Linked DNA regions of Mus musculus: regions 1, 2, 3, 4 and 6 are each linked to region 5. Evidence: chromatin contacts called from public promoter capture Hi-C data. All regions are on one chromosome and are shown on one strand. The core of a region is the stretch at or near the end of the contact, and the rest is flanking DNA. Distances in the headings are between cores, read along the strand shown. Region 1 overlaps Gm33845 (a long non-coding RNA gene). Region 2 holds the start of Efna3 (ephrin A3). Region 3 holds the start of Dap3 (death associated protein 3). Region 4 holds the start of Zbtb7b (zinc finger and BTB domain containing 7B). Region 5 holds the start of Il6ra (interleukin 6 receptor, alpha). Region 6 holds the start of Krtcap2 (keratinocyte associated protein 2).

What was found. Promoter capture Hi-C pulls out the DNA fragments that hold promoters and counts their contacts. Capture Hi-C pulls out chosen DNA fragments and counts their contacts.
Region 1: a promoter capture Hi-C map of liver shows a contact between it and region 5, with 2.5 times the contacts expected there. The contact joins the enhancer-like site here to the promoter of Il6ra in region 5. A contact is called at or near these places in 5 of 39 promoter capture datasets (the C10 cell line, embryonic stem cells, hippocampal neurons and 1 more), 1 of 15 datasets of contacts at CTCF or cohesin (the NIH/3T3 cell line), 1 of 484 Hi-C or Micro-C datasets (liver), 3 of 115 datasets of contacts at active chromatin or transcription factors (embryonic basal ganglia, forebrain and pancreatic cancer cells) and 1 of 9 other capture datasets (liver).
Region 2: a contact with region 5 is called in a promoter capture Hi-C map of hippocampal neurons, with 4 times the contacts expected there. The contact joins the promoter of Efna3 here to the promoter of Il6ra in region 5. A contact is called at or near these places in 8 of 39 promoter capture datasets (the 3T3-L1 cell line, the C10 cell line, the SN4741 cell line and 5 more), 1 of 15 datasets of contacts at CTCF or cohesin (the NIH/3T3 cell line), 1 of 484 Hi-C or Micro-C datasets (liver), 5 of 115 datasets of contacts at active chromatin or transcription factors (embryonic basal ganglia, embryonic forebrain, forebrain and 2 more) and 1 of 9 other capture datasets (liver).
Region 3: a promoter capture Hi-C map of neutrophils shows a contact between it and region 5, with 4 times the contacts expected there. The contact joins the promoter of Dap3 here to the promoter of Il6ra in region 5. A contact is called at or near these places in 2 of 39 promoter capture datasets (neutrophils and pre-B cells) and 1 of 115 datasets of contacts at active chromatin or transcription factors (microglia).
Region 4: a promoter capture Hi-C map of adipose tissue shows a contact between it and region 5. The contact joins the promoter of Zbtb7b here to the promoter of Il6ra in region 5. A contact is called at or near these places in 8 of 39 promoter capture datasets (3T3-L1-derived adipocytes, the C10 cell line, cranial neural crest and 5 more), 1 of 484 Hi-C or Micro-C datasets (cortical neurons), 2 of 115 datasets of contacts at active chromatin or transcription factors (memory CD8 T cells and pancreatic cancer cells) and 2 of 9 other capture datasets (adipose tissue and macrophages).
Region 6: a promoter capture Hi-C map of embryonic stem cells shows a contact between it and region 5, with 2.4 times the contacts expected there. The contact joins the promoter of Krtcap2 here to the promoter of Il6ra in region 5. A contact is called at or near these places in 9 of 39 promoter capture datasets (the 3T3-L1 cell line, the C10 cell line, the HPC-7 cell line and 4 more) and 1 of 115 datasets of contacts at active chromatin or transcription factors (pancreatic cancer cells).

The regions. Positions count from the first base shown.
Region 1 is chr3:89,297,482-89,301,678 of GRCm38.p6, forward strand. The region is part of intron 1 of Gm33845 (a long non-coding RNA gene); the gene reads right to left. Among named protein-coding and RNA genes, the nearest start is that of Gm33845, 3.4 kb to the right of the region's middle. Within about 2 kb of position 2,235, at least 105 of the 459 cell types and tissues checked have an H3K27ac peak or open chromatin away from gene starts, as enhancers often do. A contact at or near this core is called in hippocampal neurons, liver and pancreatic cancer cells, where this site is marked.
Region 2 is chr3:89,321,626-89,325,730 of GRCm38.p6, forward strand. Efna3 (ephrin A3) reads right to left here and starts at 1,314. Exons shown (of 5, transcript NM_010108.2): 1 at 1,081-1,314. The coding sequence starts at 1,208.
Region 3 is chr3:88,947,777-88,952,561 of GRCm38.p6, forward strand. Dap3 (death associated protein 3) reads right to left here and starts at 2,506. Exons shown (of 13, transcript NM_022994.3): 1 at 2,092-2,506. The coding sequence starts at 2,094. It also overlaps a transcript of Ash1l not described here.
Region 4 is chr3:89,391,790-89,396,283 of GRCm38.p6, forward strand. It overlaps Zbtb7b (zinc finger and BTB domain containing 7B), which reads right to left and starts at 1,589. Exons shown (of 3, transcript NM_009565.5): 1 at 1,246-1,589. It overlaps Gm15417 (predicted gene 15417), which reads left to right and starts at 75. Exons shown (of 2, transcript NR_040403.1): 1 at 75-717.
Region 5 is chr3:89,910,709-89,914,906 of GRCm38.p6, forward strand. Il6ra (interleukin 6 receptor, alpha) reads right to left here and starts at 2,488. Exons shown (of 10, transcript NM_001310676.1): 1 at 2,247-2,488. The coding sequence starts at 2,331.
Region 6 is chr3:89,243,833-89,248,066 of GRCm38.p6, forward strand. Krtcap2 (keratinocyte associated protein 2) reads left to right here and starts at 2,606. Exons shown (of 5, transcript NM_025327.3): 1 at 2,606-2,683; 2 at 2,946-3,100; 3 at 3,233-3,296. The coding sequence starts at 2,680. It overlaps Trim46 (tripartite motif-containing 46), which reads right to left and starts at 2,065. Exons shown (of 10, transcript NM_183037.2): 1 at 1,883-2,065; 2 at 318-579; 3 at 1-95. The coding sequence starts at 1,945.

The DNA.
Region 1 (4,197 bases), core at 985-3,484, 610 kb before region 5:
GAGAATCCAGCAGAGGGCTTGCCTGTGGGATTGGGAGCTGTGGAAAGCTGTCAAGGGAGCTGTGGTTGTTTAGTTTGTTTTGTTTAGTAGCTCTGGGGACTGAACTCAGGACCCTGCACATACCAGGCAGTGCTCCCCCACCGAGATCCTCCATCAACAGCAGCAACTATGGTTTCTCATCAAAGTTGTTTGGTCCCGTTTAACTGTGTATAACTATCGCTGTGGTCTAGTAAAATTAACTAGAGACAGTTAAAGGGATGATGTGTGTATTACAATACAAGGCCTCCCTGTTATAAAAGAGGGGCAGATTATAAAATTTGATATATAGAAGCGTTTTGTTTTGTTTTATTTTGTTTTTTTCTGGTACTGGGGTGAAATCCAGAGCCCAACTGCCAGGCCTCCATCTTTACCACTGAGCCACATCATAGGTCTTACAAGGGACTCTGTGGGAAGCTTCACGCTCCACATTCTCTCCTTTCTTTTCTGTTTCTGTTTTTTTCCAGACAGGGTCTCAATAGTTCTTGCTGTCCTGGACCTTGCTTTGTAGACCAGGCTGGCCCCAAACTCACAGAGATCCACCAGCCTCTGCCTTCAAGTGCTAGGAGTAAATGCATGGGCCACACCCATTTCCTCTTCCTCCTTCTTTTAAAAGACTTATTTATATTCTTTTAAATGACATGCAGGTGTGTATCTGCTTTTGGGTATACACACGTGAATGCAGGTATCAGCAGAAGCCCAAGCTATTGAATACTCTGGAGATATGAGTTACAGGTGCCTACAGGAGCTGTCTGATGTGGGTATTTGGACCAGAATTCAGGTCCTCTGGGGCAGGCATTCCTCAGGACTGAGCCATCTCTCCAACCCCTAGGTCTGCATTGCAGGGCTTCTGCAAAGTCTATTTAAAAAGCAAACGAAGCCAGGCGTGGTTGTGCACACCTTTAATCCCAGCACTTGGGAGGCAGAGTCAGGCAGATTTCTGAGTTTGAGTCCAGCCTGGTCTACAGAGTGAGTTCCAGGACAGCCAGGGCTGTACAGAGAAACCCTGTCTCGAAAAAACCAAAACCAACCAAACAACTAAACAAACAAAGTCAGAGTCATGGTGGGAGGGGGAGGAAAGACTCCCCAAATCACAGGTGGTTTTGAGTGTAATGGTCTTGGGTTTGATTTTTGGGTTTTATTTTTGTTTGTTTCTGAGACAGGGACTCACTACGCAACCCTGGCTGGCCTCAAACTTATTATATAGACCAAGTTGACCTTTAATTAACAGAGAGTCACTTGACTCTGCCTCCTGAGAGCTAGGATTAAAAACATGGGCCACAACACCCAGACTAGAATTTTCTTTAAAGAAAGTATGTATTGATTCTATCTTTTAATGTGTGTGAGCCTGAGTGTATGTAAGTGTTCCACGTGCATGTAGGAGGATGTCAGACCCCCTAGGTCTAGAGATCTCCTAGCTGGCTGTGGGAATTGAGCCCAGGTCCTCTGCAAGAGCAGTAAGTGTCCCTATCCACGCGGCCACTTACGCAGTCTCAGCTTTGTTGTGTGTTTGACACTGAGAGCGTGCTTCAGGCTTCCAAAGCGCTAAGCACGTATTCTCTCACTGTGCCCATTCTGTATCCCACTCCATAAACCTCTGGACTGTGTCCTGATGGAGTACAGGGACCATTTTCTTCTCTTTTTGTCTTAAATAGCTAAACACATAGCCTGGCAATAGTGATGCACACCCTTAATCCCAGCACTCAGGAGGCAGAGGCAAGTGATCTCTGAGTTCAAGGCCAGCCTGATATTCAGAGTGAGTTCCAAGACAGCCAGGGCTACAGAGAGAAACCCTGTCTCGGAAAAAAAAATAAATAAATAAATAAAAGAATAGTTCCTGTTACTGATAATCAGACACAGGAGAAGAGGTAAAACTGGGGTGCTATTTGAGAGGGCAAACACGAATGAAGCGAGCCCCAAGACCACGCAGCTTCGTGGGTGGAAATTCCAGGATTGGGTGTGGGAGATGCAGCCTGCGAGTCAGAGTCTCTGAGGGGAGGAAGGGAAGGAATGCAGCCCAGGAAGACCAAGGCAGCTCTAGTTTGCAGCACAGAGTCCTAGACAGGAGTTGTACAGAGAAGGGACTTTGGAAACTGGTACAGCGTCCCTCAGGTCTTCAGCTTCGGATGAGTAACACAGCCTGCGGGGAAGCCAGTCTCGTTTGCTAAGAACTGTGGGAGAACGAAAGCAGAGCTCTCACCAGGGCCACCAATCCCTCGTCATCCCACAAGCCACCGCGGAAAGGCAGTCTTGCCTTGACTACTCTTGGCTGGTTCCAGATGCATAACCTCTAAACTTCAAAGCCTTTGTAAAACCGGAGGGGGCGCTTGCAGAGACAGTCTGAGAAAAGCGCTTTTTCTTCCCGATGCTGACGCATCCGCGCTGATTTCTGCAGCCGCTGAAACTCCTCTGCTACTGTCGCGCAGGACCACTGGAGAAGTGGCTGCCGTTATACCCGCCATTCCCCGTGCTCTCCTTGAAAAAATTATTATCATTATTTTTATTATTATTATTTTAGACTATGGAGACTTACTATGTTGCCCAGGTGGGCCCTGATCTCCTGGAATTAAGCAATCCTCCTGCCTCAGCTTCTAGAGTTCCTGAACTATAAGTGTGCTTGACAATTCCCGTATTCTTTTGGAGTTCTGTTGACTTCTGCCAGGCAACCCCTCCCTACTCTAAGCCCTTATTATGGTTAATAAGTTCTCACATTAAACTTCTCCTGCTCAAAGTACTGTGTGGTTTCTATCTCCTGATTGGCTAGCTGGTGTAGCAGCCCACACTCCAGGATGATATTGCCTCTTTAGATTAGCCCTAGGTCAAAGACTGCTCTGCTTTTGCCAAATATCACTTAGCAGTGAACCTTTGAAGGGTCAATCCACCTGGATGTTGTGGCAAACACCTGGGAAAGTGCAATTAGAGTGATCACAAGTTCAAGGTCAGCCTCACAGCCTGTTCAAGGCTCACATGAGACCCTGCAATCCCCCAAAGGCAAACCATTTGTCTCTCTGTCCTGAAAAACTCATGTAAGTTTCTGAGGAAGGCTTAAAAGTATTGAAAGAAATGTTTTAAAAAGTCTTCTATTAGGGCTGGAGAGATGGCTCAGCGGTTAAGAGCACTGTCTGCTCTTCCAGAGGTCTTGGGTTCAACTCTCACCAACCCCATGGTAGCTCACAACCATCTATTCAGTGATCTGTTGCCCTCTTCTGGCATGATGGTGTACATTCGGGTAGAGCACACATACATAAAAATTAATAAATATTTTAAAAAATCTAGCATTAAAAAACATTAAATGCCTAATGTCTCATATTCAAACAATAATTGATTATTTAATCAGTAATTCAATCAATAATTGTTAGGTATGTGAGAGTATCAGATCCCCTGGAGCAGGAGTTACAGACAGTTGTGAGCTGCCATGTGGGTCCTAGGAACTGAACCCCTTTCTTCTGGAAGAACAGCCAGTGCTCTTAACAACTAATGTTATCTCTCCAGCCCCAAGTTTATTAATTTTTTTAAGATAGAGGGATATAAGAGAGTGTTTAGTGAGAAGAAAGGGAAGGAAAATAATGTATATACACAGACACACACATATACACACATATACACACATACACACACATATACACACACATACACATACACATACATATATATTCAAGTTGGGCACAGCAATGCACACCTGTGATCCTGGCACTTGAGGGGCAGAGGCAGATTGATCAGGGATTTAAGACCGACCTTGAGCTACAAGATGCTGTCTCTCTCTCTGTCTCTCCCTCCCCCTCTCTCTCTCTTTCTCTCTCTCTCTCTCTCTCTAAGATTTTTATTTATTTATTTTATATATATGGTGAGTACACTGTAGCTATCTTCAGACACACCAGAAGAGGGCATCAGATCCCATTACAGTTGCTGAGAATTGAACTCAAAACCTCTGGAAGAGCAGTCAGTGCTCTTAACCGCTGAGCCATCTCTCCAGCCCAAGATGCTGTCTCAAAAGAACAAAAAGTAAGAAGGGTTGGTCTGATACATGTGAGTATTTGAGGCCCTGGACTCATCCCCCTATCTCAGTCTCTACTCCCCTCCCACCTCAATACACTGTACAAAAGAGTATACATGGGGCTGGAAAGAGAGCTCAGTGGTTAGAGCACCTGCTGTTCTTACAAA
Region 2 (4,105 bases), core at 64-2,563, 590 kb before region 5:
AGGTGTGACAGTGATCCCCGTGTCCCCAGGGATCCCCCTACCAATACACTGAGGTGGCCAGAGTGATACACACGACAGCTCGGCAGGGAGAAGACAAGGGCAGCAAGGACTGTGCAGAATGATGGCCCGGTCCGGCAGCCGGCACCGAGCCGCCGCGCCACACACCGGAGGAAACCACACGGCCGCCCTGACACCCGCCCAGACCGCGGCGGCGCCAAGAGCCACCCCAGCCCAGACAAGACTGGCCACGCGGACACCGACCGCAGCCCCCTCCCCGATCCGCCGCCCGCTCCCACCCCTAGACGGTCGCCGACGCAGACACACAAATCACACACAGACACACGCACACTGACAGCCGCGCACGCCCGTTCACACTCAGTGCCATACGCCGTCCCTAGCTTCAGTGCGTGTGTGTGTGTGTGTGTGTGCGTGTGTGTGTGTGTGTGTGTGTGTGACATGCCGACATCTCTGCCTTCTTCCTTCTCACCAGTACCCTGCGTTCCTAGGGCCCCCCAACTTCGCGACCCTGGCCCGGCTCACCCCAGCAGGGCTTATTCACACAACCAGAGCAACCCCTTACCCTTCGTCCTGAGGAGGTGGAGAATCGGAGTTCCTGCCTTAATGCCGAACCCCACTTTTAAAACCAAGAGTCTTAAGCAGAACCCCATCAACATTACAGGCTGAAAACAGGTCATCCTTCAGCTCCCAAACGCAGCGGCCTATCCCTAGCACACCGGTACTCACAGACTTCAACCTAGCCAAAAGGAGCGTGGATGGTGGGGGAGACTACGGGACAGAGAACACTATTCCATTGGCGAGTGTGGAGAGAAACCAAGATGGGGTTAGGGACCCCCAACAGCCTCCTCCGCACGGCCAGAGCGCTCTTTACTATGCCCCAACAGCTTCTCTCAGACACCCCCGAGTTTCACAGACGCCCACATAGTGCGTCCCCTCTCCCTCGCCTCTCGGTACCAAGCCTGTCTCCCAGGACTGCTGCCAGGTTCCCCTAGGACTTCTCGGGCCCACCAGCTCCCCCATCACTGACGCGGGACGCACGGGTTCTCCGGGTCCCCGACTCACTGCTGATTGGAGCTGTTCCAGTATACCGCATGCCGGTTTCCCAGTGCGCCCCCAGGCCCCTGGGCCAGCAGCGGCAGCAGCGGCACGGGCACGAGCAGCAGCAGCAGCAGCAGCGGAGCCGCCGCCATCCCCGGAGCCGCCGCCGCCGCCGCCCCCCGACTGAGCCCCGCACTCCCGGCTTCTCAGCTTCCCAGCTCCCTGCTGCCGCCGCTGCCAGCCCCCAATCTTAGTCACGCCCACAATCCTTCCCTCCGCCCTTCTGGGCGCGCCCCCGAAGCCCCGCCCCTGGCGCGCTCACGCGGGGCTCCGCCCCACTTGAGCCCAGAGCGCGCCGCGCGTGGGCGACCCATACTGTGTAGCCCCTTTAGGAACAACGCGCCTCTCCTCTCTCCTAGGTGATTTGCTGCAGAGGTTTGCGTCTTTAGGTCCCCCAAGCTTGGAGTTCACAGAAGGATTTGGAAGCCAAGACCTGGACATACATCTGGTGTAGGTCCACACCTTTCTCCATAGAGTGTGGGGGCGTTGAGCGAAGATCTACGTCTGGAATAAGCAAGAGTAGACCCATATCGGACCTCTACTTCCTCCACCCCTTTCCATGTGTGCAAGGAGTTAAATGGACACAAGATGGGGAAGCCTTCAGGTGGTACCAAGAGCTAACAGCTGGCTGCCTGAAGGCCCTCACCTGAAGCCAAACCAGAACACCTCAGCCCAGAGTGTCACCTTCTGGGGGCTGGGCACAGTAGCTATACTTCCTTAATCCTGACACTCTAGAAGCAGAGCCTGGCAGATCTCTGTGAGTTCGAGGGCACCTACATTGGTCTGTGTAACAAGTACCAGGCCAGGCAGGGCTACGCAGCGAGACCGTGTCCCCCCACCCCCACCCCCCGCCCCGTCTCAAAAAAAAAAAAAAAAGCCTAAGCCTTCTATGGTAATCCAGGGCAAAGGTATTTGGTGGTGGTGAGTTGCCAAGGCGAGTTGGAGCCAGGCAGGAATGGAGCAGTCTTCTTGGAAAGCCCACAGAGGTCCCCTCACTGCCTCCGATTCCCTCAGTGATGTCCTTAGGCACGCTCATTCCTGCTTCCATAGATGCTTTCTCTAAGGACAGAGGGCACCTTATATTCCAGCACTTGCCACAGCAGTTGTCTTCTTAGGGACATACAGGCACAAAGATGACATGCACACAGCGATGGGAGAGAAAAAAAATAAAGGTGTCCATATCCAGAAACAGGAGCAATGGACACTTGACATACAGTCCAATCTAGGCACACAAGGTGCCTATAGAGTAGAAATTGGTGTAAACATAGGCCCCTAGACAGAGACACTGACGTATACAGACACACTCTTCTCCCATGTGATTGACCCTCTTTGTGAGGGATCCAGAATACAGATCTACTAGGCATTCACCCCTTATCTTGTCTCTTTCCCAGAAGCCCAGACTGAAAGACAAAGCAGAACCGGGCCTTACTGGGTTCTTAGAACCCACAGCACCTGTGCCCAGGGAGGCAGGCACATTGCTGTTTTGTTGTGTTTCAAGAGGTAGGAAAGATAGCAGCACCTCAGTCAGTTACCTTTGGCAGTACAAGGCCCTGACCACACGCCTGCCTTGGGGGAAGGGCACCGCATGCACAGTAGGTACCATGCCTCCCTGCTGCTAGGCAAGAGTGGGTGCTGTCCTCCTGGGATACCTCTCCACTCCTGGGAGATACCTTCTCTCTCTTCTTGGGAGCCAGAAAATAAATGAGGCCCTTTGAGATGGGAGTGAGGGACTTTGCAAACAGCTCTCTTCATTCCCAAAGAGATTTGCTTCACCCAAATAATGCTAACTGCCTACTCCTGGGAGTTCCAGCCCCAGCCCCAGCCCCAGCCCCAGCCCCAGCCCCAGCCTCAGCCCCTCTGTGCCATACCTTTGCTTCAAAGAAGTAAGCGTCTCTCTGTAAGGCAGCGTCACCGGGTAGCCTGCCCACAAGCATACGAGTGCAGGGTGCTGGACTGGTCCAGAACTTTTTTTTTTTTTTTTTTTTGAAAACTTAAGATTTCTGTTTCTAGAATCTGGGCTCCAAACTGGGAATGTACTTATTGGTAGGGCATTTGTATGAGAGCCTAGGTTCAATCCCCATAACTGGAAAAATACACAAATAATAAAACCTGGCTTTAATTTAAAGATTTGTGTGATTTGGGCCCCATTCTCTAGAGCCCAGAAATTTCTCTTTAGAATGTTGTACTCCACCCTCTCTGACCAATAGTCATCCATAGAGCTTCATAGCGGGAGAGGCGGCTCACAGGTTAAGAACATTTTCTATTCTTCTAAGAGGACCCAAGTTCATTTCCCATGACCCACACCAGATGGTTCACAACTGTCTGTAACTCTAGCTCTGGTGGATCTTACACCTTCAAAAGGTACCTGTACTCACTCACACACACACACACACACACACACACACAAGGGGGGTCCACACATAATTATAAATAGTTTTTTAAAGGGGGGCTGTTTTCCTTGAACTGTTTCCCTTGTTTTCCTGGGACCCTCTTTGTTTAACCCTGGGTTTAAGACCATCTTTTTTTTCTCTGGCCAAAATCCGACTTTGAACACTCTGTGGGGCCTGTGTCTGTGGGATCTGATCCTCTGGTATTCAGGCTTCTTCCATGGAAGTGTTAGCTGACTGATTTGGGCCCCTCTATGAAGATTCTGTCTCTAGAGTGCACTCTTGGCAAGTGGTACTTTGTACAAAAAAAAAAAAAAGCAAACAAAAAACGTGCAACTTCCTTTGGTGGGAAGTGGGCTTATGTGTCTCCCCATCTTAGTAAGGGAGTGTGAGCTAATGCTAATGCCAGCTTCTTTTTGTGTATGTTGTAACTTTTTTTGTGCCAAGTACAAACTTCACAAGGGTATGAGGCAGTTCTGTGTATAGACCATGCAGTATATGCATCCCTAGCTACAGCTGTTCAAAAGCCCCAAGGGGACTGGGAATTTATGTATTTATTTACTAACTTACTTATTTGAGACAGAGGCTCTCTATGTATTGTT
Region 3 (4,785 bases), core at 1,256-3,755, 960 kb before region 5:
CATTTTTTGCTCCTACTCGCCCAGGTTTGGGTTCCTGGAGAAACACTGGGACTACAGAAGGAAAATTAATGTGCCTCACCCCATCTCCTGCACCCATGCAGGGGCTCACAATCTTAGGTGACCCAACACCCTCTTCTGGCCTCTGGGGGCAACACACACACACACAGGATGCACAGACATACATGTATACAAAACACCCATATATACACACACACATACAAATAAAGAATTTTTACTACGAAGGCAGTGTGATATAGGGGAAAAGTTAGGAAACTAAAGTCTAAAGATCAAGTTACAGATTTCTTTGAACTTCAAGCTTTGCTTGGAAAAGGAAGAGTCTCCCTGTTGTAAGGGTTCAACAGGAACAGTACAGAAGTCCGTCAGTGCTCTTCAGACTAACTTTCTCTCACCTGCCCCCCACCCCAACCCCACTGTTGTTCTGAGACTGTCTCACGGAACTCAGGCTAGTCAAGACTTTGCTGCATAGCTGTGGATGACCTCCAAGTTTCCATCCTCCTGCCTCCACTTTGTGGAGTGTTGAGATTATAGCTTCAAGCTTTCTAGTCCTAGTATTTAAGTATGTGACACTGATTTTAACATTTCCATGTCCTTTGAGATAGACCCTGTAAATCAGTCGGACAGTCTGCACACATGCAAGCACACACCTATACAAAGTTGCACACAGGAAGCTACTGAAGAAAGATTCCTGCAACCCTGGGTAGACTGCATGGGCTTGGTTAGCAAAAGTAACTTCACAGCTAGTCAATTAAGGCTGATTGTCTCTTTAACTCAAAGAAGGAAACACAAAGATAATCAATCCCCAATGCATACAGCCAATAGGGAAAGGTTGGGTTATCTGAAAACCAGGTATGGGTTCATGCCTATAATCCAACCTCTAAAGAGGCTAAGACAGGATGACTGTCAGAGTTTCAGGCAAGCTTGGGCTAAAGAGTGAGACTGTCAAAACAAACAAATAAACAACCACTCAAAAGACAATTTAACCCCTATTCCAAAAAAAGACTGAATATTAATTGAATGGGTTCTGGAGATGAATGGAACGCAGTAATGTTTAAATTTCCCCTGAATCACAAAGGTAAGAATTCACAGATAAGAAAGGAAACTTAAGGTGCCATTCCTCTAAAATTTTGCTTTGCTTTTTGTGGGAGACTAAAAATGAGTAGATCAAACGTTGGGGTTTTAACATCACATGCCCTGAATTCACTCATCCAATGTCAACACGGAAACAAATACTAGCAGCCAATGAATGCCATAGGTCTGGTTTAACTAGCAATTTAGATGAATAGAACACAAACTACCAATTACACCTACAAATCTTATCAACATCAACAGCACTGTAAATGATAACAATAATACTCCGCATTTTCCCCGTACCCAGGAGCTAATTCTGCTTTACATATATGATCTCATTATTTCATACTCCAACCCTGAAGGTATATTTTGGGGTTAGCTAATTTTTACTACCAGCATCTCATAAATAACTTGGAAAAATTTGAAGGCCTAAAAGATCAAATCCAGAAATAAAATCTCAGTGCATAGTTTCATCCCCTCACACACTCAACCTGCGGGTGGCGACCCGAGGAGAGGTCTAACAACCCTTCACAGGGATCCCATATCAGATATCCTGTATATCAGATGTTTACATTAAGATTCATAACAGCAAAATTACAGTTACGAAGTAGCAACAAAACTAATTTTATGGTAGGGAGTCACCATGTGGAACTGTACTAAAGGGTCGTAGCATTAGGAAGGCTGCGCGGACCACTGCTCTAACATCAGGCTGCCAGTTGCAAACCGAGTTCGCACAATCTTTGAGAAGTGCACAAGGATCACACAAGCATCACAGAGGATAGGTACCCTCTGGGACTTTAACAAGGTTAAACTACATTAACATATTAACAGCCGTTCTGTCCGTTCATCCTCCGGTCCCAGGTCCGCAGCCCCGGGTCTGAAGGATGCCCTCTTGGAGGATCACCGACACTGCTGCCCTCATTCCCTATCTCGGGGCAGTTCAAATACACGCTCCTTTCCCTCCTTCATCATTGCATCCCCTGTGTGGCTCAGTCCCCTTACCATGAGTCCAACACTAGGACTCCTGCTCCGGTGACCCGCACACACCGCCAGCGGCTGGATCCCAGGCACCCGTCCTGCAGTTGTGAAGCAAGCTCGGGTCGTGTGGCAGGAAGCTACCCAACGCGCAGTCGCCGCGGCTGCAACCACAGCCCAGCGGAGGGGCACCGCGCCACCCGCCCCGCGGCCGGAAGCGGGCAGCAAGCCTCGGCGTCGCGGTGGCCCGTCCCAGGAGGTCCGCGCCTAGGTACCTTCGCTCGCTCTTCAAAACATTCCGGTCACCGTGGCCAGCCTCGTCTGCGCGGGCGTGCCCGCTTCTCCCCGGCCCCAGCAGGGGCGCGCAATGGAACGTCCCGCGGGGGGGATTGTGGGAGGCGCACGTTCGAGGGGTGGGGGCGAAGGCGGCGGCAGCCGTGGCTGCCGTTGGTAGCCGTGGGGGCGGGGAAGAGAGGGAGGCGAGCCGAGGAGGAGAAGGAGGAGGAGGAGGAGGAGGAGGGAGGAGGCTCGGGCTCGCGCCAAGGAAGGTACGCGTGAGGGCCGAGAGGGAGTCGGGAGCGCGCGAGCCGGAGGCCCCAGAGCGAGCGCGTCGGTGCTGGCGGCGCGGGGCGGCCGGAGGCGGTGGTTGGAGGGCGCAGCTCGCGACCAGTCCGGACCCACTCGGAAGCGTGCGGGCGGGCGTGCGCGCTGCGCGGCCGGAGTCGGGTGAGGGAGGGAGGGAGGGAGGGAGGGAGGGCGGCGGGGAGAGCGCGCGGAGGGAGGAGTGGGAGGCGGGAGGGGGGGCACGCGGCGCCCTTCGCTGGCTCGCTCGCTCCCTCCCTCCCCAGAGCCGCCGCCGCCGCCGCCGCTGCCGCCGCCGCTGCCGCTCCCGCCGCCATTTTGGGTTCGCTTTGCGGAGGGGGGAGACGATCCCGGTCTCGGTTGCCGGACCCGCCTTCTCTCGGTTTCCCCTTTCCCGACCTACGCCTTTGGCTTCTCCTCTCTCGCGTTTCCGCCGGTCCGCTTACCCGCTGGCCGCCTCCTGACAAGCGGGAAGGGTTACAGTGTGGAGCCAGGGAAGCCGAGGCGCCAGGCTGCCACCCTCTCTCTCTCCACTTGCCTGCACTCGGCGCTCTCGGCCTCGCACGGTGAGTAGTGCGGTGTGAGCAGGCCTTTGAAGGCCCCAAGTAGTCTCTCCTTGGCTACCCGGGATCCGCTGTCACCCCCCCGGACCTGGACCTCCGGGAGAGCGGGGTGAGGATGGGGGAAGGGAGAGCAGGGATAGGGATCCTGAGCTTACCGGGAAGTCCCTCTAGGCGGGGTGACGGGGTGTCCCTGACCAGCGGGCTCTTGGTTTGGGGGAGGGGGACGGGAAAGTAAGCGAGTGGAGGCGGAGTCGCTTGTGCCCCTGACAGGTTAGTTTGTGTAGTAGGCCCGATTGGAGCATCCCCCAAGATCCAGTTTATGTCTGTTTAAGTAAGGGACAAAAGTAGCAAGGGAGATGATCTTCAGCGGGTAGTTTACCTGTACAAGATCTGTGGTGTTCTCGAAAGGCGGAAATATATGCAGACATGACATAGTGATCTGAGTGTTAATAAGTTTAATAAATGTCACTGGTTAGTTTCTACTTGGAAAGAAATGTTTTGGGTCTTGAAGACCAGATGGTCTGTTGGTTTATAGCTGCTCTGTTTATATGTGTATAATTCGAGGATGGAGAGTGTTCAGGAAGAGTTTGCCTGCATTTGGGGAAGTTCCCTTTGTAAGTTAGCTTATTTAAAAACAAATGCTGGGACATGTGTTCTCTAGGTCGATAAATGTGCATGTATTTTAGCATTAGTATGATTAGTATGATAATACAGAATGCATGCTAAGATCAGGAAGGGGAGAAACTTGACATAGTCTGTGCCTTTGAATAGAGTCAGTTGTGTAAATATGAAAGCCAGACCAACATCCTCAGAGTGATCGCTATTAGGCTGAGAATAAGGGGAGATGTTTTTGACCGTGTGGATTTATAGTAGTGCATAAAGTTTTTATATTCAGAGTACTCTTTCAGTTCGTAATCCTAAAACTGTAAAAATTATAGGAGAATAGGAAATCCCGGCATAAAGAGGTACTTTTCCAAGGTCATGTGTTAAATTAGTGGCAATGTTGAGATATTTTGATTACTAATTTAGTAATGTATTGTCCATATTATCATAGTGCCTCAGGAGATTGTTATTGCCAAATACAAGTGTATTTTGAAAGTAGGTAAATATGATTGGTTAGATTATGCTTGGGAGAACTTAAAAGTGTCAAACATGTATAGAATATACACTGTCCTATATGAGATAGGTATTTGTAATTTTGTTGTGTTTACAAAGCAAGCAGACCACTTCTGACAGCTTAGTATGTATGAAAGTTCCAATGTGTTGCTGGGCAGTGGTGGCACATGTTTCTAATTCCAGCACTTGGGAGGCAGAGGCAGGTGGATTTCTGAGTTCGAGGCCAGCCTGGTCTACAGAGTTGGTTCCAGGACAGCCAGGTCTACAGGGAGAAACCCTGTCTCCCAAAACCAAATAAATAAATAAATAAATAAATAAATAAAAAGTTAAACTGCTTCCACAGCCTACTTTGTATCTGTATAGCTGTTGTTTGTTGCTGGTTGGGTTTTTTGTGTGTGTGTGTGTGGGGGGGGTGGGGGGTCAGGGGGAGGGTCAGGGGGAATAGATTAACCCTGCTAGC
Region 4 (4,494 bases), core at 339-2,838, 520 kb before region 5:
CCGGTCTCCCCTTCTCCCCAGCACCCACTTCCGGTGTCCCAAACTAGGTCAGCAGTGCTCGTTTCCTGTGGGTCAGCTAGCACCGGCGCCTCTGCCCCTCCCCTGCTCCGGACCCAGGCTCCCCGCCTTACCCCCCGCCCCCCCAGGGCGCCCCGAGGTCTCACCACGTCTCAGCCGCCCTTTGATACATGGGGGTTGTGCGGGGCGGGGGGCAGGGGACCCGCCCTCTCTCCAAACACTAGCAGGGCCGGGGCGCCTGGGCAGGCACGTGTCCGGGCACAACCCGCTGCCCACGCTGCCCCCCCACTCCCGCCCCCCCCGCTCTGGCCAGGACACGTCGCTCTCTTACTTGGGTGGGGTGGGAGGAGGGGAGAGAAAGCTGGAAATGGAAAGCAGCGCCCCCCACCCCTCTGAATGGCCAACCTCGGCCAGCGGTGCGCACTAGGTTTCTACCACACAGCGACCCCCACTCTGCTCAGGGCAGGTGCGCCGGCGCCGGCGGCAAGACCGCTGGTAGGTCGAGTTCTTATCACCCACCCTCGCACTGGAGTTGTGAGAGCAAAAGCTGACTTTGAAAAGGTGGCGGTGGGCCTGAGGCTTGAGAGACCGGAATGTGATTGCGGAGCGGGAGGGGCAGAGGGGTCGTCCTGCTGAGCCGCACTACCGCTGGAGAGACGACGCGGCTCTGGAAGCGCAAGAAACCGAATAGTCCAGCCGGTAACTTTCCCCCAAGCCGCGGTTCCTCCCGCTGCCCCCCACCCCCCGTGCCACTGGCCTGGGTCCAGCCCACCGTGCCAGGGGGGCGCGGAGCTGGGTGGGTGGGTGGGGACACGCGTTGTCCTAGTTATAGTCCGTCAGGGTTTCCATTCCCTCCATTCGGTCGGGTCTGGGGTCTCCCCCTAAAGTCACAAAAGCGACTGGGGGTAGGGGTAAGTTCAGTGCAGCTCACCCCCTCTCCATCCCGTAGCTCACAGTCTGTATGATATTAGAAGTGCAAAGAAAGTTTCTGGAGACCCTCCGCTCAGAGTTGGGGGGAGGCCAATAGTCCATAGTTCTCTACCTTTCCTCCAAGTTAAAACCAATTCCAAAGACCCAGGAAAGCTACAGGGAATGCGACTGGTTGAAATCTGGTGTGTGTGTGTGTACGTGTGTGTACAGGGGTCTCACAGGACGCACGAAGGACACTGCAGTAGGCTCGAGTTTAGTGTATCCCGAGCCAAGGGACAAAAAGTGGGGTTCACTTACCTTTCAGCCGTTGGGTCCGTTCGCTGGAGCTGCAGAGGCACAGGGTGTAGGAAGAAGCGCGTCCCCCGCCAGGCTGGGGGGCTTGGGGCTCTGCTCCGGTCCTGGTCAGAAGGCCGCGGTCAGTGGCTCGCTGCTCGTTGCTGGGGGGCTCCTCCTCCGCCACCCTTTGCCTCCTCCTGTTGCCCGCCCCCCCCTTGGCCGCGGAGAGCCGTACATTCACCTGGCTTCCACTCGCCCCCCCCCCCAAGGCCCGCCTCACCTGTCCTGCTGTCTCACCTGTCCTCTCTCTTGCTTTCCCCCCATCCCTCCCCTCCCTCCCCCCGCCCCTGCCACCCCCAAACTCCCCCCCCACCCTTAGCAACACCCTCTGTCACTTCCTGGTTTTTCATCCGCCCCCCCCAGGCACCCCCTCCCTCCGCCCAATAAGGACATAAACTTCCACCTCTTCCAACAGCTAGTTCCAGCAGGGAGCATATGGGTCCCTCCCTCCTTTTCGTCCCTTTTCTCCGAGATTTTGCTTCGCTCCCTGAGCCTTTCCCACCCTTTTCCTTTCCCTTCTTTCCTTCAAACTCCCTTCACCTGCCGCGATCCCTCTCCCTCTCTGCTTTCTACCACTATCTCCTCCGGTCCACCTTAACTGGAGCTCCGCCTCCGACCCCCGTCCAGCCCTCTGCTGCTGCCCAGCTCCACCCCTTGCACGCCACCGCCCTGCCCATCCATTGGCCTGAACACCCGCCTATCCCATGTGGGACGCGCCTAGGGTTCATCCAGGGAGGGGGTGGAGCCTGGGCTGGCCAGAAACCAGAAGGGGAGGGAGGCCGAAGACAGTGTCCGCAGTGGCCAGGGAATGGAGCAGCCCCCTCAGGGACTTCCTCTCTTTCAAGAGGGGCTTCTGTAGGGTCACCACCTGGGGAGGGAATGGTATGAGAGGTTACGGATACGCTGCTGGGGATGAAGACCTAAAATTTAGAAAGAGTGGGGTCCTGCCGAGGGGCTTTAACCAGGTCAGAGCCCCAGGAAGAGAGAGAACCTCTAGACATTGAGCTTCAGCCTCTTGGCCCATCCCCCTCCGAGGGAGCGGGGGAGTCGAGTCTGTGGGCACTCTGTGTCCCTCCCCACGCGTGACGGCGCCCCGCGGGGAGGGAACAGTGCCCGGGGCAAGGAGCCTTTGCGCTCTAGCCAGTGCCCGTTGCTGCCTTGGCATTTTCAAAGGGGAGGGACTGAGTCTGGGAAGGGGAAGGGGGAGGTGCGCTCCCTCTGGGGCCCCGACGCTTTGCCTTCAACCAGCCGGTACTTTTAGTGGAGAAACTGAGACCCTACAGTGGAGGGATCTTGGCGCAGATTCACTCAGACCCCGAGGTGACGATAGAGACCTGGGTGGTTTAGGATGTTTGCTTAAGTGGGTTTGGGAAAAACCGGTATTCGTATTTAAGTGCCCGACCCAAAGAATGGTAGTCTCTGAGGGACGCTTACAACTGGGCTGGCGATGCTATAGACCCCAAAAGGGCCCCTCCTACTCGTTTCAAACGGAGTCAAATCCCGCTCTCTAGGACCAGGTTCGGCTTCGCAGCAGCAGGCCAGGCGGAACCGGGTCGGACTTGTTCTCTTTCCCAGCTCCCTCCGCAGGGGGCCTCCTTCCCTTTCCAGCAGGTGGCTCCGCAGGACACCAGCTCAACCTGTTGGACCACAATGGGCGGTGCCAGGGGGGCCCTGGCCCTCACCCGGGCTGACCCGGGATCCCCAAGCAGGGGGAGGGGTGGAGTCGGCCCTTCCCTCCCTCTTTCTCCCCCCCCCCCCCCCCCCATGACTCAGCCTCGAGGCCGCTGCTCTGCCCCTCAGCCAGGGGCGGAAAGTGTGAGGCGCCCCGGAGGGCTCAAGCCAAACTAAACAGCCCCTCACCCCAGACATTATCTCACTGGAGAATTAGGGGGGCAATAGGGACCAGTGGCTAGCATGAGGAACTCTGGCTCAAGCAATCCGTTCCGGGTTTTCCTATCTGTTTCTGTCCCGCTTTCCCCCGCCCCCAACACCAGCACGCCCTAGGTCAAGTCTGATCTTTGCTCCAGGTTTTCCTAGCGGCCCCGCAGGACTGTCGGAAGGATTCCGAGCAAGATGTGTCTGGACTAGGGTTTTTCCCTTCCTTCTACTGTCAGGGTCCTGCTGACCAGGGAGTAAGCCGTGCTAGGCAACAGTACTAGACACCTAAGTAAAGTGGAGGGAAAACTGCTTTCACGAGAAGGGTACAAGATCTAGGAAAAAGATTTGGGAGAGGGTAGGAAAGTGGCCCAGGGCTCCAGAAGAGTGAGGGTCTTGTCACTAGCTCTAAGGGACTTAGACGCGAACCGCTTTGTTGTTCCACCCCTGCCTCTGGAATTGCTTCTGGCTAGACACAACCCGGGTCTTTCTGCGGCTGGATTATCATTCTTTAGCAGTTCTGGAAATCTACTGTTAGTTCCTTAGTGGCTCTTTTCCATTTCATGTTTCCATGTTTGCTTTTCCTTGTGGTACAAATAGTTATTAGTTCCCTTTCATGTTGGGGGAACACGGACTTGAAATTTCTGTCTAAATCCCCTCCCCCGCTTTGGGTCGTAACTGCCAAACCAGAGACCGAGGCCAAGAAGCGCTGGTGGAACCCCGCCCCCTTATTGGGAATCTGGCGTCTCCCCTGACCCCCATATCAATCCCATATACACCTGAGCTGCTATAGAACTGGAAGGCAAGTGTGGGGTGTGCAGGGGCTTCCTGGTGAGCGTCCCCCATCCTCACATTCAGACTTACATCTTCAGGCAACTTTCTAGATTCTAGACTTTAATGCACGAGAGAAGTAGGTGAGTAAATACCCCGAGAATGAGATGTTTGCCCTGAGAAGGATAAAAGCCGCAGCAAGAAGGACTTTATAACTAAGGCTGGGAATAGTGACTCTGGGTGGCGGCCTGGTTTCGAGACTGGCTGGTCCAAGTACACAGAAGAGTTGAGCAGCTACAAGTTTGCAGAGTCCCGGAGGAAGTGTGCGGCTGGAGGCGAGGCTTTCCATGTCAGGGTCCTAAAGTGAGTCTGGGGGCTTGTTTCTGGTGGGGGCACTGAGCTGAAAGCAGCTCCTCGGTCTGCTCCAGGCGCCCACCTAATCGCTGCTCCCCCGCCCCTTTCCCGCGGCTGCCTCCGCTTCCCTCGAAAAACCCGCCGCCCAGGAAACCGCTGGGGGCGCTCAGACCGCAGCCCCCTCCCTCCCGCCGCCCCCCAGAACCCCTA
Region 5 (4,198 bases), core at 1,238-3,737:
TTTAGATACATAGGCATCGGTGCTGCTGCGTGTTTTCTTGCCTTACAGAAGGAAAGGGGGACTGAAGCCACCCATGCCCAGCCTGTCCTCAGTCAGCAGCGCCTAGAAAGTTTGACCTGGCAGAAGCCTCAGTCCCAGCTGGTCCTGGGCCCCAGGTGGAAGAAGACACAGGAGTCCTAGCAGGCCCTGGAGGGGCAGACTATGAAAATCCCACCTGTTGGTGCTGGAGTGATGGCTCAGCAGTTAAGAACACTGGCTGTTCTTCCAGAGGACCCAGGTTCAATCCCTGCACCACATGGCAGCTCACAACTGTAACTCCAGTTCCATAGGATTTGGAACCCTCACACAGACATGAATACATGAAGGCAAAAACCCACTAAGGATGATGGATGGAGGAGAGTGTGTGTGTGTGTGTGTGTGTGTGTGTGTGTGCGTGTGCTGAGCTATCTCGCCTGCCCATATATATATGTTTATGTATATCTTCCACCCATGGGTTCCCCCCCAGAGAGCCATCTCCATCTGGCCTCACTTCTCTAAAGCCAAACATCTCAGTCATTTGCTCCACACTTCCTGTTTGGTGCTTGTTTCTTGATTGTCACTCTCCAGTTTGTAGCTGTGCAAGTGTGGGTGTGGGAGATGGGCTGGGGACTTCTCTGCCTCTTCCTTCTAAACTGGCAGGGCTTTCACTTCCTCCCCAGACTCCCAGTTCTGCCTTCTAAAGGCTGTTTGGGTCAGAAGACACCCCCACCCTTGGGTGTCCTTTCTGAACCACAGGAAAACAGAACTCGCTGTCTCCGAAGTGCCTTGCAGCTCCTTAGGAACAAAGGGAAGTGGTGGTGGGGGCGCTGGGGTATGTTGAGTAGTAACTGAGACAGGCAGAGAGGCCCAGTCCTGCTCTCCCAAGATGGAAGAGAGGACCTCAGTCCTGCCTGGCACCATGAACAGCTAAGCGGGGATCTTCTCTTTCATCAGTGTCTTCTCCCCCAGAATCCCACCAGATGATAGTGGTGCTCAGCCTACCCCAGACGCCCTCAGCTGTACCCACAGGAGAACACTGAGACACGGAGGGGCCTGATGCTTCCCATTGCATCTCTCTGAACCTCAGGCTCCTCCCAAAGCTTTATGTCAATCCTGTAGAGGATTAAAAACGTGTAAAATACAGGGTGGGTTAATACCTGAAATCCCAGCACTCAAGAGATAGAGGCAGAAGAGGCACAAGTTTGAGGCCAGCCTGGGTTATGGGAGAGCCTGTCTAATATATATATATATTTTCTTTATATATATATATATAAAGAAAATATAGGTAGGGGTAACAAACCAAGCTTGAGGAATTCTACCTTCCAGGCAGAAAGAAAGCCTGGAAGCCACTGTCCCCACGACCAGCACAGGATAAATCTCCCCCATGTCCTTTGGCTCTTTCTATGTTGTTGAATAAGCCCTCAGCCCCTAAAATAACCTGTAGAGAAGCAGTCTCCCAGTTCCTCCAGAAGAGACCAGGCAGGCTGCTGGGCCTGAAGCCAGAGCCCACAGAGAGGCCTAGACCTACAAGGCAGAGTGCAAGGAAGGTAAACACAGTGCCCCTACCCTACCCTCCGCCTGGTCCACCTGCTAATCAGGGAGGGCTGGGGCAGGGGGCGGAGGCACAGTTCCAAGAGGTCCCACATCCTTTGCTGTCAAACTCACAGGATTGGGATGGATGTGGGTGTTGGCATTCTGCATGCTAGGGCTAGTTGGCTAAAGGAGTAAGTTTGTGAGGCGGGAACACCCATGACTCAGAGCCCATGATGTCAGACCCTTCACCGTCGGGTCACTGTCATTACACACGACATGGAATGTAGTAGAACTAAGGAAAGCCACGCGAGGTGCCACAACTAAAGCAGAGAGAGCCAGTGGCATAAAGGACTCTCCAGAAGGGACTACTACTGTTCCACTAGGGCGCGCCCTCTGGGTATCTCTTTTTGGAGCGACCCGGGATGCAGTTGAGTAAGACTGGGAACACTGGGAACCAGACACCAGAGTCAGGTTTCAGGAAAACACACTGTCCTGTACTCAGACTTGAGGTAACTGGCCAGACACAGACAGGAGCACGCAGTTATAGGCGCTAGACGCAACAGGGGGCGCGCGAACCTCCACCGCGTCAGCACAGGTGAGTCAGCCCAGGCTAGCAGCCGGTACCGGCGGGGCTCACTCTGCGAACGGAACCAGACAGTGTCACATTCCCCACGCCCGCTCCGGGTTCCTCTTACCCAGCGCGCGGCAGCTCCCGAGGACCAGCGCGACCGCGGGCGCGGCCAGCAGGGCGACCAACAGCGTGCAGCCGACGGTCAGCATGCTTCCTTCTACGCGGGACGGCGGGCGGCAGAGCGGCTCCGCAGCCGGGGCCGGGCGGCCGGCAGACTGGGGCAGCGAGAGCAGTCGCCCTCGGCCTCGGGCTCCACACTCAGCTCGCACTGCGAGCGCTCGCCCCGGCGTGGCTCAGATCGGTGTGGGCGCGACTTCCCACATGCACGTGACACACAGCAGCCGGCCGTCCTGGCAACAGTGAAACATTTGAGGAACCGGTGCTGAAGCTCCTCTTGGCAGCCCCGGCTCGCGGTTACGAAAGCCCAGTAGGATGGCGCAATCGGCCAGCGCTCCGGGCCACCGGAGGGGGTTACTTCCTGCAGCCGCGCCACACCTGAGCCCCCAGGGACCCCCACCAGGGCCCCTCCCCAGGTTTTGACGCTGAGATAAGGAGAAATATCCCCCTCCTTCCTTCCATCCGCGCCTCCGCTTGAGTTTTGCTTTCATGAGCGCCAGCCAGTGGCTCTGGCTGTTAAAGTAGAAGGCAGGTCAGTGTCCTGGGTGCTTACGGGAATCAAACAGGGAATCCGAAAAGACACCGATGTCTGCTTCGAGCCCAGAGATTGTGATTTAATTGGTCTGAAGGAAAACTTAGGCGTCCATAACCTGAGAAAAAGATTTCCTCTCATCTTCCAGTGGAGGAGCAGCTCTTTGAAGGCTACTGCAGAGGCAACGAAACCAGTGTGCGCTTTTGAGTCTGGCCCAGAGACACATGTGTTACCCTCCTCAAGATTGCTATCCCGATCCGGAAGTCTCAGTTTTCTCACCTATTAGAGATGTATTTTTAAGCCCATGATAAAGATTCCTGGAAACACTGTCGATGTACCTGGAGCCTAACTGCTCAACAAGGAGTAGGGCTTTGATTACCCATCATGACTTGACTGGACACAAAGGAACCGGCGTTTGCTATTTACCAGACTCCACCAAGGTTCCCTTCCAAGCTACAGAGCTTGAAGCTACAGGGCAGCTTCCCATGCAAATGCAGAGGGAAAGAAACACACTGAAAAGAAAATTTAGGGCTGGTGAGATGGCTCAGCGGTTAAACGCACTGACTGACTTCCGGAGATCATGAGTTCAAATCCCAGCAACATGGTAGCTCACAACCATCTGTAATGAGAAACAAATAAAACCTATGGGCCTGAGCGAGCCGGGCCGGAGCAAGAGGGAGAAGGGAAGGGATAAGAAAAAAAAAAGAAAGAAAAGAAAATGTAGATGGGGAGCCCTGGACCTACACCAGTATGTTTTAATGTATTCTTCCATTTCAGGGTTCAGCTGATTAGAGTCCATGGGGCAACTGGAATGTGTGTGTGCTGGCTGAACCCCTAAATAAGACATGACCTTATTTAAGCAACATGCTGGCCTCAGACCTAGGCATCCACCGCTCTCTGTGGATGTCAGAACCAAACCTGTACCCAGGACAATGGGATTGGTTTTGATGGCACTTCCTCAGCCACGCTATAAGTCGGAGAGAAAGGCATGGTTGTTCTCTCTCCCTGTGGTGGGGCAGGCATTTGGGAAGCAGAAGCAGGTGAATAGCTGTGAGTCTAAGGCCCTGTCTAAAAAAAATACATATTTTTTTCTCCTGCTATTTAAAATGGGATTAAATAGCAAGAGGATGTGGTAGTACACACCTGTAATCCCAAAACTCTGGAGGCTGAGGCAGGAAGATCCAGAGTTCGAGGCAAGCATAGTGGAACTTGCCCTATCTTAAAAATATAATTAATTTCCAACAGACTCTCATTGTGCTGCCTCCTTCCTTTCTGTGGTAAACAGAGACCTGAAAATAATTGCAGAGAGACAAGTTGCTGGCCTGAAACAGGAAGGCTACAGAAGGCTGCCAGCTCAGATAGAAGGA
Region 6 (4,234 bases), core at 1,356-3,855, 670 kb before region 5:
CCCCAGCTCCACATCGCCTTGGCAGGCTGGGCACGGGAATAGGATCGTCTGGGGGTGCAAGGCACCACGCTTCCGCCCAGGGTATGTCCCAAAGCCTGTAGATGGACCCAGGAGGCACAGGTGAGAATTACAGCTGGCTGGGGTGGGTGACATCTGATCAATTAAAACGTGGAATTAATTTCATTGCGCCAGAGATCAGCTCTCATTAGAATTTCAGACAAGCAGTAAGAAGCTCCACCCCAGAATGACAGACAGATGCCCCTGACCCTCTTCCATCTTTCTACATCCCCACCCCATCCCACAGGCCCCAGCCCCACCTGACTTAAGGAGCCGGTCCAAGCGATCTGGCTTGGGGAGAGTTCTCCGAGAGAGGCGGGGGCTGCGGGTAGAAGGGGTGGAAGCAGGAGAAGTGGGCTCCGAACTCGGATCCCCACCATGGCCTATGTACCCCTGCTGGCCCAAAACCTCCCGGGCACAGGCCTGGCACACGTTGTGGGTACAAGGCAGCACTAGTGGCTGCTTGTACATCTCTTGGCACACTGGGCACAGCAGTTCCTTCTCCATGTTCTTCATGCTTGTCTGTGGAGGGACCAGGAGGTTGTGTGAGAGCTAGGACACTTGGGCAAATCTCAGCCCGGTCCCTTGGCTGCCAGGAAGGGCAGCACAAGCTACCTACTGCTTTGGCCCAGTACCCGCCTTCGTTGGTTCACACACCTCCCCAGCTCTCTGTCTCCTGCTTCAGCGCCCCTCTTGGGGAGCTTAAGGTCCACCAAGAAGGTACAGTTGGAGCTCTGGCCTCCCCCACCATCGCGCCCCACCCCCATCACTCCCGCTGCAGCAGTGCTGGCAGGCAGTCCTCCCGCCTCACCTGTCTCCATCCCTCCATCTCTGGATTAATAGCATTTATTTCAAGGGCACCACCCATTCTACAGCTGGGTGTTGTCCCCCGCCCCTTTCTCTAGCAACCCTTAGACGCATGACTGCTCCCCGCGGCCAGGGTGCGCTAGCTCTCTGAACCGGCTGGGCACTGGCCGGCGCCCCAGCACCCATCCTCCATTCTTCAATTCTATTTCTTCCAGTCTCCCCAAATCAACCCATCTCTCTTTGCCTTCTATACTAGAGCTATCAGACCCAGTCTGGTGGAGAAATTCGGCCTGTTTCAACCCTTTGCTCAATCTAGGGTGGGGGAGGAAGGAGCGCCCCGCCTACCTGCCCCCTCCCCACCGGAAGTATCCCTCCCCCTTTTGGTGAGGGGTCTTCTGGCTATTCCCCACCCCCACACCTCACCTTGGTCCCTCTCTTCGCAGCCATCCCGGTCAGGGGCGCAGCTGACACAAAGGAGGGAGGGAGAGGGAGGGAGGGGGAAGGAAGTGGTGGGGGGGAGCAGGGTTGGCACCGCCTCTGGGAGAGACGGGCACGGGTTACCATGGCAACGGGAGGCTGCACGGCAGCTAGCGGGGGGGGGGGTTGGGGGCGGTAGGGGGGGTGGTCGGGAGGGGTCCAAATTGGGAACTGCACCCAGGAGCGGTTTTTTCATCACCCCACCCCACCCCCCGCCACACCTGTCCTCAGTTTCTTGGAAAACATCCAAGCTCACACATGCCCCTTCTCATAGCCCTGGTGCACGCCTGGCAGCTACCCCAAGCCTACCCGCTGGGTCCGGGCAGCTTCTCGCTGCCTACACCCCAGCAAACGGGAGTCTCACCACTCGGCTGTCCCCAGGATCCCTCCACACTTGCGTCTCCGCCCTCCCAGTCATTTCTGTCTTAACTAATCCCTTCTCTATAATCCATATTCTTCCTGGACCCCCACCTGTTCAAGGGTCTGGCTTGCCCCGACCCTTTACATCCCCTCCCTTCCCCTTGACCCCACCTTAACTCACACTGATGCGGACTAGTGCATCCATGATGGAAGTGAAGGTCTGCATATCCTCACCCTCAGCCATGGCCCTACTGTGCCCGCCCGCCCCCGGGTGCCCGATCCTGGCTGCTGCTGCGAACCCGGGGCTTAATGCAGGAGCCGGGTGGGGTGAAGGGAGGGGTGGGGAGGGTGAGATGTCACTGCGCATGCTCCAGGGACTAGCTTCGAACTGCGTCCGTCGAGGTAGGGGGTGGGAAATAGTTCTTCCCACGTGGTTCTCCAAAGGCGGTCTAGGGGGTGGGTAACATGGAGGGTATTTGAGGTAGGAACCATTCCTCCTATTAGAAGCTTGCATCGATTCCTGGTCATACTACTCACATAAAGCACGAAGCTCGTTTCAGAAGAACAACTCCAGGTGGACGGTGCTACATCTTGGGTGGCACATATCTTCGGGAGTTGTTGAGGCAATTATAGTGGGTCAGGGAGGTCTGAGGAAGTTGTACGGGAGATGACATGAATAGCAATGAAGGCACAGGTGACTCTAGGCCATGGGATCATGACTGAAAGATGAGTGCAGCTTGTCCAGAGAGACAGCAGATGCCTTGGCTACAGAAGGCTGGAGACCAAGCAGGGCGGTGGCCTAGAATGCTCTTAGAAGCATTATTTCCTCCTTGCCACAAGAGGGCGCTGCACCCAAGGCGCGTAGAGGAAGAAGTAAAGCAAGTCCACGTTGGCCCCGACGCCTGCGTACAGACAACCGCGCCGGCTTTGGCTCCCCTCTTTCTCCAGGGACACGGATTGGACCACGGACGGGGCGTGATGGGTAACCGCACCGGCGGGATGCCCGGGCTGCTCTAGCGGGAGTGGGCGTTGGGGTGGTCCTCTTTTCTCCGTAGCCTCGGTAAAGCTGACGTGTCCTGGGAACTAGCATTTCCTCCGGACAGGCGGGAACTTGGGTGTGCAGGGCCGGGTGGTTCCTGGAGGTCGCTGTGGGGTGGGGGCTGGGTCACTTGGAAGTGGTTGGTGAGCCAAGCTCCGGAGTGAATCTGCCTGAATCTTAGCCTGACTCTTTTTCTCATTTATAGTAGTCGGTACCGGGACCTCCTTGGCGCTGTCCTCCCTCCTGTCCCTGCTGCTCTTCGCTGGCATGCAGATCTACAGCCGCCAGCTGGCCTCCACCGAGTGGCTCACCATTCAGGGGGGCCTGCTGGGCTCCGGCCTTTTCGTCTTCTCCCTGACTGTATCTTCCTCGCGCTGGAAGGGGAGGCGGGGGTGTATGAACAGAACATGGGCGGGAGTGGGTGGCAAGGGCTTTGCAGTCCCTCTACTTCCTATCTTGTTGCGTGAGTTTCTCCTTAATTACATCACCCAGGCCTTCAATAATCTGGAGAATCTGGTCTTTGGTAAAGGCTTCCAAGCAAAAATCTTCCCTGAGAGTAAGTGAAACTCAATAGTTAACTGGACTCTTTTTTTTTTAAACCTCTCCCAAACATGATGCCGAATTTCCCTGTGCTTAGATGATAAAGGAGAAATACATTTGCTTAACACAATCTTGAAGACAGAAGATGCTTTCAGATTAAGCATTTTATTGGAGCTGGAAGAGAAGCACAAAAAGGGGGGAGGGGAGGGGAGGGGAGGGAGAGGAAAAGAAAGAAAAAGGCCAACCTGGTCTGCTCTCAGGACAGGTTTCAAGTGAACAGTCAAGCCTGGGCTGATGTCTGATAGGCATCCAGGAGAAGGTGTTCTTTGTCCCTGTGAGAGAAGAAAGCAAAACCAAGCCCACTGAGGGATTCTGATGTGGAACTGAGCCCGCACTATTGACTGCTGCTGGAGGAGATTGTGAAGTCTGTGTTCACTGGGATGTTACCAATAGCAGGACCCCTGACAGAAGGAGAATAGAGAATAACCGCTAGAGCTCACTCTCTTTCTCTGCATCCGCTTGTTTCTCTCTTCCTTTCTTCTCCTCCCTTCTGTAGCCCACACTGGCCTTGAACTTCCTGTGTGGCTGTGAATGACTAAACCCTTGACTTGCTGATCTTCCTGCCTCCACTTCCCAGGTCCTGAGATTAGCACTACCTCATGTAGTTTATGAGGTGCTGGCGATTAAGCCCAGGTCCTTGAACATGCTAGGCAATCTCTCTCCCAATGGAGGCACATCTCCAGCCCTGATAGATCAGTTTTTGTGTGTGATAATTCTTGTTAGATGGTTCATATAGAGATCTGATGGAGAATAGGGCTCATAAAACAAAGTCGGCATCAGGACCGAGCCACTTGGAAAGCCACATGCTGGGAAAAGCAAGCAGTTGTGGCCCCGTGAAAGACTCACCCAGAAACCCCGAAGCCCGCCATTGTTGCTGTCTTCACGGCCCTGTTG